Linked DNA regions of Gossypium hirsutum: region 2 is linked to region 1. Evidence: chromatin contacts called from public Hi-C data. All regions are on one chromosome and are shown on one strand. Each heading gives the region's core, a stretch centred on a gene start, on an enhancer-like site or on the middle of the called end of the contact. The rest is flanking DNA. Distances are from core to core; before and after follow the strand shown. Region 1 has its middle 15 kb from the start of LOC107920793. Region 2 holds the start of LOC107920060.

Region 1 (5,152 bases), core at 1,382-3,881:
TCAAAATCTTTTATTTTCGCCCAAAATTTTTACTCCCTCCCACTTTTCCCCTAAAACTTTTATTCACTTCCCATCCCACCTCCCATCTATCCCAAACCCTCCTCCCTCCAATTTTTTTTAAATATTTTCCCTCCAAAATTTTACTCCCCCTATTTACTTTCCCTCAAACTTTTATTCTCCAAAACTTTTTATTTTTCCCCTAAACTTTTACTTATCACCCTTAACTCTCAAATAAAAAATTAAAATTATGCAAAAGAAATCACTAAACATAAATAATAATAATTTTATTTATATCTACTATTTATATTATTAAATTAAATTTCACATTTTATATTATTTATATTATTGAATTGTTTAGTCATATTGAATATTTATATTAAAATTGAATTATTAATTATGCCATAAAATATTCGTGTTAAAATTTTATATTGGTATCAATTTCACATTTTATTTTTAAAATAACTTTTATTAAAAAATTATATTTTTATATTTAATATATTTTTTAATTCTAAAATATATAGTGACAAGAATCTGAAGATAATTGAAACAACTAAGTAAGCAAATAAGCTAACCAGTATATAAAAAATTAATAAATAAATTATGAAGTGATGAAAGTTAATAAAAAATTTGATTAAGGTGGACAAATTTTATTACGATGGGTGACAATGGTTACAAGGACCTAAAATTATTTTTTAAAATTTAACTTGAAAAATATATTCGATTCGATTCGATTCGAATTCCATCTCACTCGACTCGATTCGAGAAAACTTCAAATAAAGTTAGGATGATAAAATGAGATTCGAAAACTCGATTAACTCGAAAATTTTCGATTCGATTCGATTCGATTCGATCGAATGCTCACCCCTATGTTTAACACTTTAACCAAACAAAGCAATATATGTTTATTACATGATTAACAATCTACCTACCAAATGATGGGTTATTTATTCATCATGTTAGTACACTAGTTTATCCTCGTGTTAAAACATATATTTTAAATAAATTTTTTCCTTATGTTATTTCACTAGAAACCAAATGAGACGTAAGTATATTAATATCATACATAGGCCCAACTCGAGTCTGATCTGATTCAGCTCATGAACACCTCTACATGGATGATACTTATATATATTATAGTAGAGATGGAATTACATGAAAGGATAAAGATAGGTTGTCGTTCATTTGCCTGTGTGTAAAGAATAAAGATGTGAGAATGATTAGAGAAACTAAAACATTGAACCACAAATATAAACAAAGTTTTGAAAAGCTAAGATATGATTATTACTCTCGTTGTACTTTGAACTTCATCTTTAGACAACTCTACTATTTCCTTAGGGTTAATCTTTGGACCCCATCCATACACTAAATTAATGTTATTGGTTGCTTGGTAATCATACCCATTTTTAAACATTACTATAAAGTATTATTTAAGTTTAGTTAAAGATTATATAATATATTATCAATAAAATTTAAAAAAGCAACATACATTTCTGAAAGTAACATATACTTTTTTTAGTGTATAGTAAAAAAAATGAAATACATGATAATATTTAAATATATCAAATATTAATCTAGTTGGATTTATAGTGTTTATAGACATTAGTTAAAAACTATTCTAAATTTTTATTTAATATATTACTTTTACTGTTTTTTTTAAAAAAAAAATCATATGGATAGAACTTTTTCCTAGAAAAAGGGATAAAAAATTAGGTAGCATTTCATTAAAAAAGCACATACCATCATCATGATTTAGGTCCGTTTTCTCGACTTTACTATATAAAACATACGTTAAGCTAAAATAAAAAAAAACTATATATAATATGGATGGTATGTCCAAATAATAAAAATATTACATTTGATTTCATGATTTATACATGTTTTTATGTTTTCACTTACCTTTTATCATGCATAAAGAGAAAAACAAGAAATGAAATGTTGATGTGTGTTATATGAATTCTGTTTTCTGTATAAAATACACTCCTCTCTATCTTCAAATTTTATATAGCCCCACAACCACCGTGCTGCTTGTCATGGCAAACTTTCTTGAAATCAATAAACATTTTACAAATTTTTGAGATAACTCGTAATTTTACCACTCTTGAACTTACGTGCGATTTCATCATATATTAACTTATAATTATACAAATTTAGAAGGTTTTAAAAGGAAATTTTTGAGGGGCAGGCCCTTATCTGCCTCCTTACTGTCACCCTAATGGTGGAGGAAGGAGAACAAGAGAGGGAAAGAAGTGAGAATAATCTCTTCTCTTTTTTTTTTTTCAATAAAAAGAAATTCACATAATTTTATTTAGCTGTTATTATTTAAGTTAAGATGGAAATTTTAAAATTACAAAATTACATAATGAAATGAAGCATATGGATTAATCCAAAAGAATCTCATAGTACAAGGACTTTCAGAAGAATTGCATCGTTGCTTTTTTTCTTTTTTTCCCTCCAACCAACGATCAACAATGTTTTAAACATATGGTTCGGATCCGAACCTGAAGCTTCAGTCTAACAAACAATTTTACTAACACTTCTTTTTCTTTTCTTTTTTCTTTTTTCTTTTTTAATCTAAAAGGGCCACAAAGAGCCGTATTGTAGGACCCAAAGCACCATGCTGGCATGTTTTGGTTTAAGCGCATAAGGTTACCGGCCCAATCTAAGGCCTTGAATCAAGTGGGCTCCATTGGCTTACTTAAAAAGAGGCAGAAATCAGTCAAATAATAAAAGCAAACCCTTTTTTTTATTTATATATATAATATTTAAAAATAATATATAAAAATTGAATTTTGGATAAAAATTTTCAACCAATAAAAATACATATTTATTACAATAATTTCAACTATTCAATTTTAAACATCACTAAACTGATATTAGAAAACATGTTAAAAAGGAAATTATATTAACCACGAGAGTTAAGTAAGATGATTGAGATCTTTTCTACTTTAATTAGTAGTCAATGGTTCAATTCTTGCCTTGAGTATGGAGTAACTTTAAAACTCGTGACCAATATCTACTTCCTTAATGGGCCTACAAAATACGGAGGACTAATTATTGAGCTCACTCCAATAAATTGCCTTTGATAAAAAACAAGAAATTTTACTTTACACCATATTAAATTACAATGTCAATTTAAGTTATTCACTTTTATTAATCTTACGCTTAAATGTATTAACTGTATTTTCATTGATTAGTAGTTGAAAAATCACCCAAAAAAAGTTTTGGTTTCAATTTTTTGTTATTATAATATCTTAACTATCAAAATAGTTCATATATTTAATTGTGCTAAAAATTTAAATAATATTACTTTATATTAATTATTTGTTTATTTAATGAATAAATAATAATCACAAAAAATCTTGTATGATAATAAAAATTATTATATATAAAAATACAAGTTTGGAGAAAAAAAAACTAACTACATAGTATTACTAAATTTTCCATTTCAATTTTTTTTTATTTACAAGATTTATCATATCTATAAATAAGAATTCTAATCTTACCCAAAGCTTTGTTAATTAATTTATATGATAGTAAATAAAAAAAATTAAAATTTTTATTTTTTTTATTTCTTTGGTATTTTTCATGTTCGTTTGATGATCCATGTTGAGATTTATGGTTACGTCTCTCAACAATGTTATCTCTAAATTTCAAATATGAATTCTCCTTTGAGAGTACAATGTGTCTCACTACAACACCCAACATTTGTTGGTGCATTGCTTTATCTTTAATAGTATTAAATTTCATTAACTGAAAAAGAAAGAAGAAAATTTTATTAAATTTAATATTTATATAATAACCCCATATATAATTTTTTATATAAATAATATATTTTCATAATCCAGTATCTTATATATACATAATTCTTATTTTTATATTAATTACAAACTATTTCCTTCAATTTATTAACTTTTTAATTTATTTGGCCTCCCAATTTTATATAAGCCATTTTAGTACTTTATTTAATGTTGCATCTTTTTTAGGTCTTGAATATTTTTTTTGTCAAATCACCTCAAAATGGATGAAAAGTTAATATTGTTTTTTCATTTTGTTGATGCGACCGTGTTTGACACATCAACATTTAATTATATTTTAAAAATTTAAAAATTCAAAAAAATTTTAAATTTTTTTTTAAAATTATAAAATTGGTTGGTAAATTAATAAAAAACAAGTGTTGAATATAATATGTTGTTTGATAAAAGTATATATTATTTTTTAAAAAGTATTAATTTATTAATTTTAATCTTATGAATATAATATTTTATATTTTTTGGATAAAATTTAAATATAATAATCTGAAAACCTCATTTTATTTTGAAAAATAATTTATTTTAATTAAAAAATTAGCATAATATTTTTACCATGAAGTGATAAATAGCTATCTACCTATTTATCTTATTCACTAAATTTTTTGTTGAGAATTTTATATTAAGTAAAAAGTTAAAATGGTTATCAAACATATTTAATGTCAAACACACCCTAAATTTTAAAAAATAAAACATGTAAAATCATGTACAACACACATGACATTAGAAATTAGTAACAAACAATCGAATATATTTATTTGAGAAAAAGCTTAGGTGCTGTTTGTTAAACTGAAAAATAAGGTTGTGTTTGATAAACCATCGAAAATTTTCATTTCATTGAAATTGAAAATTTTTAAATGTATTTGATAATCTTATTGATTTGTTAAAGTTGATTTTATTTTAAAAATAAAGCATCTCTTCCTCTTCTTTTGTTGTTGTTAAAAAGTTATTATATTTATTGTTTTGAAAAATATACAAAATAAGATAAAACATTAATAAGATTAAATTTAAGAGATAAATAAAAAAAATCAAGATTAATTTTACTAAATAACATAATTACATTTAATACGCCAATAACCTCTTAGTTTAGTGACAAGGGCATTAAGTTGCGAGAAATGAAAGTGTGTTCAATCTCAAGTAATTTCTTTAAACATGATATGATAAAAACATAATATAAAAAAGAACACAATACGTATATACTTTAAAAATGATTATAATACAGAAAATAACACAAAATACCCTTAATAGAATAATTTTCCCTTTCAAGCACTATAAGAAAAAAGAGAGTAAAAGTTTAATAGAATATTAAATTTTAAGTAGAAAGAAATAAGTTGATTAGGGTTTTA
Region 2 (5,354 bases), core at 899-3,398, 180 kb after region 1:
CATTAACAAGCCAATTTCGGGAGAGAACATATTACAAGCCCAAGTTCTTAAAGACAAGGCCCAATAAGATGTTCCAAGCCCAATCCAGAAATTTAAATCAGATTTAGTTAAAAATCAGGCCAAATTGTTAAAGTGGCCCAATTTGTAAAATTTTAATTCTTTAAATACTTATTTTTAATTTTTAGACTTTATAAATAAATTTCTATGTAAAAATTCATCCCAAAGAGGCCTATTAAAGGCCTTGGACGAAATTCTCTTGAAAATCAATAATTAGGTTTTTTTTTTTAGTTTTCCTATTAGGGTTAGGAAAATAGTTAAAAGGCCTATATATATGGCTTGGCCAGCCACCCATAGAACACATTACATTACAATACATTAAAATTTCAGATTTTTGCTGAGTAAAAATTCTCTTAGAGTTTTCTCCAAGAATTCTCTCTTGAGTTTCTTTAGAAGTAGTTTTAACAATCTTTTTTATTGTGGGAGCCATCTTCAGCCTTCTTCTTGCCATTATTCTTCATTGGAGGGGAGATTAGAGCCGTTTGAAGGGAGTTGTGAAATCTTTCTCGATTTCAAGGCTTCTTAAGACTTTATCTTTATTTTCTTGTTGTTCAATCTCTTTTAAATTTCTGCTTGTGTCGATTTTTATTAGCTAATTTGTTTGCTGTTCTTGTTGCTTTTCAGCCTTTCTAAAACTCCAAGATCTGATTCGACACTTCCTTGGACATAAAGGAACTTTTTTGATTTCACAAAAAACCCCTCTTTTCGTGCCGTCCAATCCCTAGAATTAGTTTCAATTGATTTCGTAATTTGTTTTAATTTATTTGCTATTTTGTGTTCTTTGATAGATTCGCCTGATTGGAAGTTAATCTTGGGGCTTAATTCCGCGTTCTTGGTTTCCAAGATTGGCTATCTATAACTGTTTTGATTCTTGGCTGTTCTTTATTGATTTGGGGATTTTTAGTTTCCAGATCTAATTGATTCTAATTAAGTTTTGCTGTTTCGTTTCAGATCCAAACGTTTAGAGTTTTCGTAGGAGTTTCCCGTGACTTGACAACTCGATCTTGGTCCGCGCGCAACCCCTTATCACAAAAGGTTAGAAGGTGTAGAAAAGGATAGATTGAGCACCAGTAATGTGTTAAATGAAGTAAGATGCAAAATCCCTAATTTCAGAATGATAAATTTCTGATTTGCATCTCGGTCGGCCAATGTTCTAGCACATGCTTTGGCAAAGGAAGGTCAGAGTTATGCCTAACCTGTATACTGGATGGAAGAGACCCCAGAAGTTGTGGAAGAGCTTGTCAATAGGGATTTGGATGGTGTTGAAAATGAATGATTTGGGAGTTGAAGACTGTGACCGGAGGTGATGTGGGTTCATTAAAATCTGATAAGCTTAGTGATTAACATAGGGGTTTGTTTTAACTGTGTTGATTCCATTTTTGTCAAGAGTGGGGAATGATTACCTCTGTGTTCTGATGTAAGGAAGGTATAGATGATTTTTGGGAAGACGAACAGGAGCTTCAGGCCATTCTTTCTTTCTTTCTTTCTTTTTTCATCTTTCCTTAGGTCGTTTGTTTGATTTTTTTTATTTCGGTTATGTTTTTTGAGTTATTTTTTTCATTGTTTATCAAGGCACCTTTTAATTGCCCAGCATTTTGAGGACAATTGTAAAAGCTAGGGGCTTGAATCTGTTGGGGTTCTTATTCATGTTAAGTATTTGTAAAGTTACTTTGAATATATAATTTATATTTTAAATATTTTTAAAAGTATAACCATTATAAATTTAAATATATAACATTACATATTTAAATAAATCCTAACCTAATATAATTATTACATAAAACACATAAGTAAGATAAAGTTAAACAAAGAGGGAAGAAGATGAGGAAAGAAAGAGGGGGAAGGAGGTGGATGCTTTAATTAATTAAAAGTAAAAATATACGTGTCAAGAAATAATTGGTTATAAAATTTAAAACGGCGTAAATGGTTGGAAGTTGTGGGATCATAGTTTAATTAGTTTTAACAAAAAAAAAAAGTTCAAATATCTGAGTGGGAAATTTAATTACAATAAAGGTATTTTAGTAATTAAGTCCTAACCCCTCCGCGATGAGGTCGAGAAGTTGCGTAGGCGATCATTATTTTTATCAACGTTCGTATTTATATTAAAATAAAAATATATTTTATGTAAAAGCAAATATTACTGTTTATATATATATATAAACAACAAAGAAAACGCTACAGCCTGAAAAGATTTTCAGACATTGCAAAAAAATCAAAAATCATATTCTTTTTTCCTTTTGTTTTTCAGTTCTGTCTTCCTCCTTCCAGGTAATAATTTTCTCTCTCTTGTTTATTTTCTCCGGATATTTGAACGCTTTATTTAGATATTTTTCTTTAAAAGCTGCCCTGATTTGAATTGTAAAAGCAAAAAAGAACCATAAGCAAAGCAACGGTTAATTTCTTCTGGGTTCTGATTTTTGTGAAATCTGATCAATTTTGTCAATGAAAACTTTAGTATGTTTGTTTTTGTGATTTGGGTTTTCTTTGTTTCTTAAGTTTTGTATGTTATAAAGATTTGATGATGATAAATTAGAGGTAGAAATGATTTTTTTTTTCGATTAAAATGTTTGTATTTAGTTTGCGTACGCAATTTGAGTAAGCCTATGGAAGCTTAGGATTCATTTTGATCTCATAATGGTTCTTTGTGAACCAGAGAAGATTTATACTTAATTTGGTTCTTTTTGGTTTTGGGTGCAATAATAGATGGTAAGGGAAGGGAAGGCTGGCCATTCAAGCAATTTTAAGAAAAGGGTTAGATCGAAACATGAGGGTTCAGATGATTCAGATGAAGATTATGTAGCTTCGGAGGGAAATGAAGGATCTGATGATGATGCTGAATATTATTGTTCTTCCTTAGATGAATGTGCATCGGAAGAGGGTTTTCAGGGTTACAATGAGGAGGAAGAGGAAGAGGTGGGAGAGGTTGTTAGGTTGAAAAGAGAACGGATATCTTCGGTAAGGGAGAGGAAGATTGTGGATAAAAAATCTGTAAAGCAGGAAACCGTGTCTGTTGAAGAAGATGAAGACAAGGATTATGAGGAGGAAGAAGAAGAAAAGGAAGAGGTGAGAGAGGTTGTTAGGTTGAAAAGAGAACGGATATCTTCGGAAAGGGAGAGGAAGATTGCGGATAAAAAATCTGTCAAGCGGGAAAGCTTGTCTGTTGAAGAAGATGAAGACAAGGATTATGAGGAGGAAGAAGAAGAAAAGGAAGATGATGATGAGGAGTTCACTCCAGATTTAGAAGATTGTTTGGATGAGGAATTTACTCTGGATGAAGAGGATTGTTTGGATGAAGAATTCACTCCGGATGAAGAGGATTGTTTAGATGAGGAAGAGGAATTGACTATGACTAAGAGGAAAAACAAAACAAAAGTTAGCAAGCAAGTTTTGCGGAAAAAGTACCCTTCTAAACATAGGACAAAGAGGAAGAGGTCTGCAGTTTCTAAGAAGCCTTCGAGAAAACAAGGAAGGAAGAAACGGCGGTTGAAGAGGAAAAGGAGGGCTGAAGAAGATGATGATAATGATGATTGTGGTTTTATAGACAACACTCCAGCTCTGAGACAAAAGAGCAGAACTAATGCAGGACAGAGAAAAAAGGCATATGTTGTACCATCAGATTCGGATTTTGTGTCATCTGGATCATCTGATTACGAGTATACTGTCTCAGAGGAAGAGAGAGAGCAAATGAAAGAAGCCAACCAATTTTGTGGAAGTTTAAAAACTAGTTTGAGGAGTTCATCAGCATCAAAGAGAATTCAGGAGCTTGAAGAGCTAGGCCAACCTAAGAAACCTCCAGGAAGAAAGGGTAAGGAGAAGATAGAGGAAACAAAGGCTGAAGTAATAAAGCCAGTTTGTGGCATTTGTCTCTCTGAGGAAGACAAACGAAGATTGAGGGGCACACTGAACTGTTGCAGTCATTATTTTTGTTTTACCTGCATTATGGAGTGGTCAAAAGTGGAATCTCGTTGCCCATTGTGCAAGCAAAGGTTCGAAACTATCAGTAAGCCTGCAAGATCAGCAGCTGGAGTTGATTCGAGAGAGGTGTTGATCCAAGTACCTAAGCGTGATCAGGTACGTTTTATTACTTGTAAGGATTTTAAGTGTAACAGTTTTTCATTTACTTTAGTTTCTTATTTGTGGTTGGAAATGGGCATATTTTTCTTGTATACAGGTCTACCAACCTTCTGAGGAAGAACTGAGAAGCTATCTTGATCCATATGAGAATGTCATTTGTTCTGAATGCCACCAAGGTGGGGATGATGAACTCATGTTACTATGTGATATTTGTGATTCGTCAGCACACACCTATTGTGTTGGTCTTGGTCGGGAAGTACCTGAAGATAATTGGTACTGTGATGGTTGCAGGCCTGTTGCTACTGGGTCCGCTAGTTCCCAAGTTCAAGATTCTTTGCCTGATCATAGAATAATAAACAATTTGTACAATAGATTTTCACCCATGGTAAATTTTGGAGAAGGTTTAGACTCCATTGTAGGTCCTTCACCGCTTATGCCATCAATTCCCAATTTTGTGGGTTACTCATCTCCTAGATTTCCTGCTGTAGATATTCCCGTTGTTTCTCCGGCATCTGGAGCAGGGGCTCCAACTCTGACTGGAAGGCGATGGTTGCATCGCCAAATTCAAAATCTTCGTTCAATCAATAGGATGAATTTTATGGCTGGTAGGACTGATGGGATATTAAGCGCCAATATGGGCACTGATTTCGTGAACTCTCACACTGATCAGAGTACGGAAACAACAGTTCAACAAGCTAGGACTCAAGATAAGGGAACTCAACATCAAACAGTGTTTGAGGAGAGATTACAGGATGATCCCTCTTCTTCAGTGCCAAGTAGGGACTTATCTTCTTCAAGGTTGGAAAATTTGAGAAGGCAAGCAGTTCAGGATTCAACCACCCCAACAACCAATACATCGATCAACTTGACATTATGGCCTGAACTTACTGGTATCAGTTCAAACGAGCAACTCCGTCAGTGCATCAATGGATCAAACATTGGACCTGATGGTTTTGCTTCACCTTTTTCTGTTAGAGATGAAAATAACTTTTCAATGGCCAAGGAACAGTTGCAAGGAATGGTCAGAAGCCATTTGAAAGCCTTGTCCACTAATATTGATTTAGGTAAGTTAAGCCCGTCTGTAATCAATTCATGTCAGGGATATTTCCAGACCTATGGTCTGCAGTTTTTATTTGTCTAAAGAGCACGATTTTCATGCAAATCATTAGTGTGTGCATCTGTTTTTCAGTTCGGTTTTTTAATCACATTATTGTTTTGGAGTG

What was found. Hi-C and Micro-C count contacts between places; a contact is called where the count stands out from the background.
Region 2: a Hi-C map of leaf shows a contact between it and region 1, with 2.0 times the contacts expected there. The contact joins the promoter of LOC107920060 here to the enhancer-like site in region 1. A contact is called at or near these places in 2 of 34 Hi-C or Micro-C datasets (both in leaf).

The regions. Positions count from the first base shown.
Region 1 is chrD13:38,756,065-38,761,216 of Gossypium_hirsutum_v2.1, forward strand. No RefSeq gene overlaps it. Among protein-coding and RNA genes, the nearest start is that of LOC107920793, 15 kb to the left of the region's middle. Within about 2 kb of position 2,632, at least 1 of the 9 cell types and tissues checked has an H3K27ac peak or open chromatin away from gene starts, as enhancers often do. A contact at or near this core is called in leaf, where this site is marked.
Region 2 is chrD13:38,933,753-38,939,106 of Gossypium_hirsutum_v2.1, forward strand. LOC107920060 reads left to right here and starts at 2,149. Exons shown (of 5, transcript XM_041108712.1): 1 at 2,149-2,325; 2 at 2,761-4,128; 3 at 4,229-5,195. The coding sequence starts at 2,761.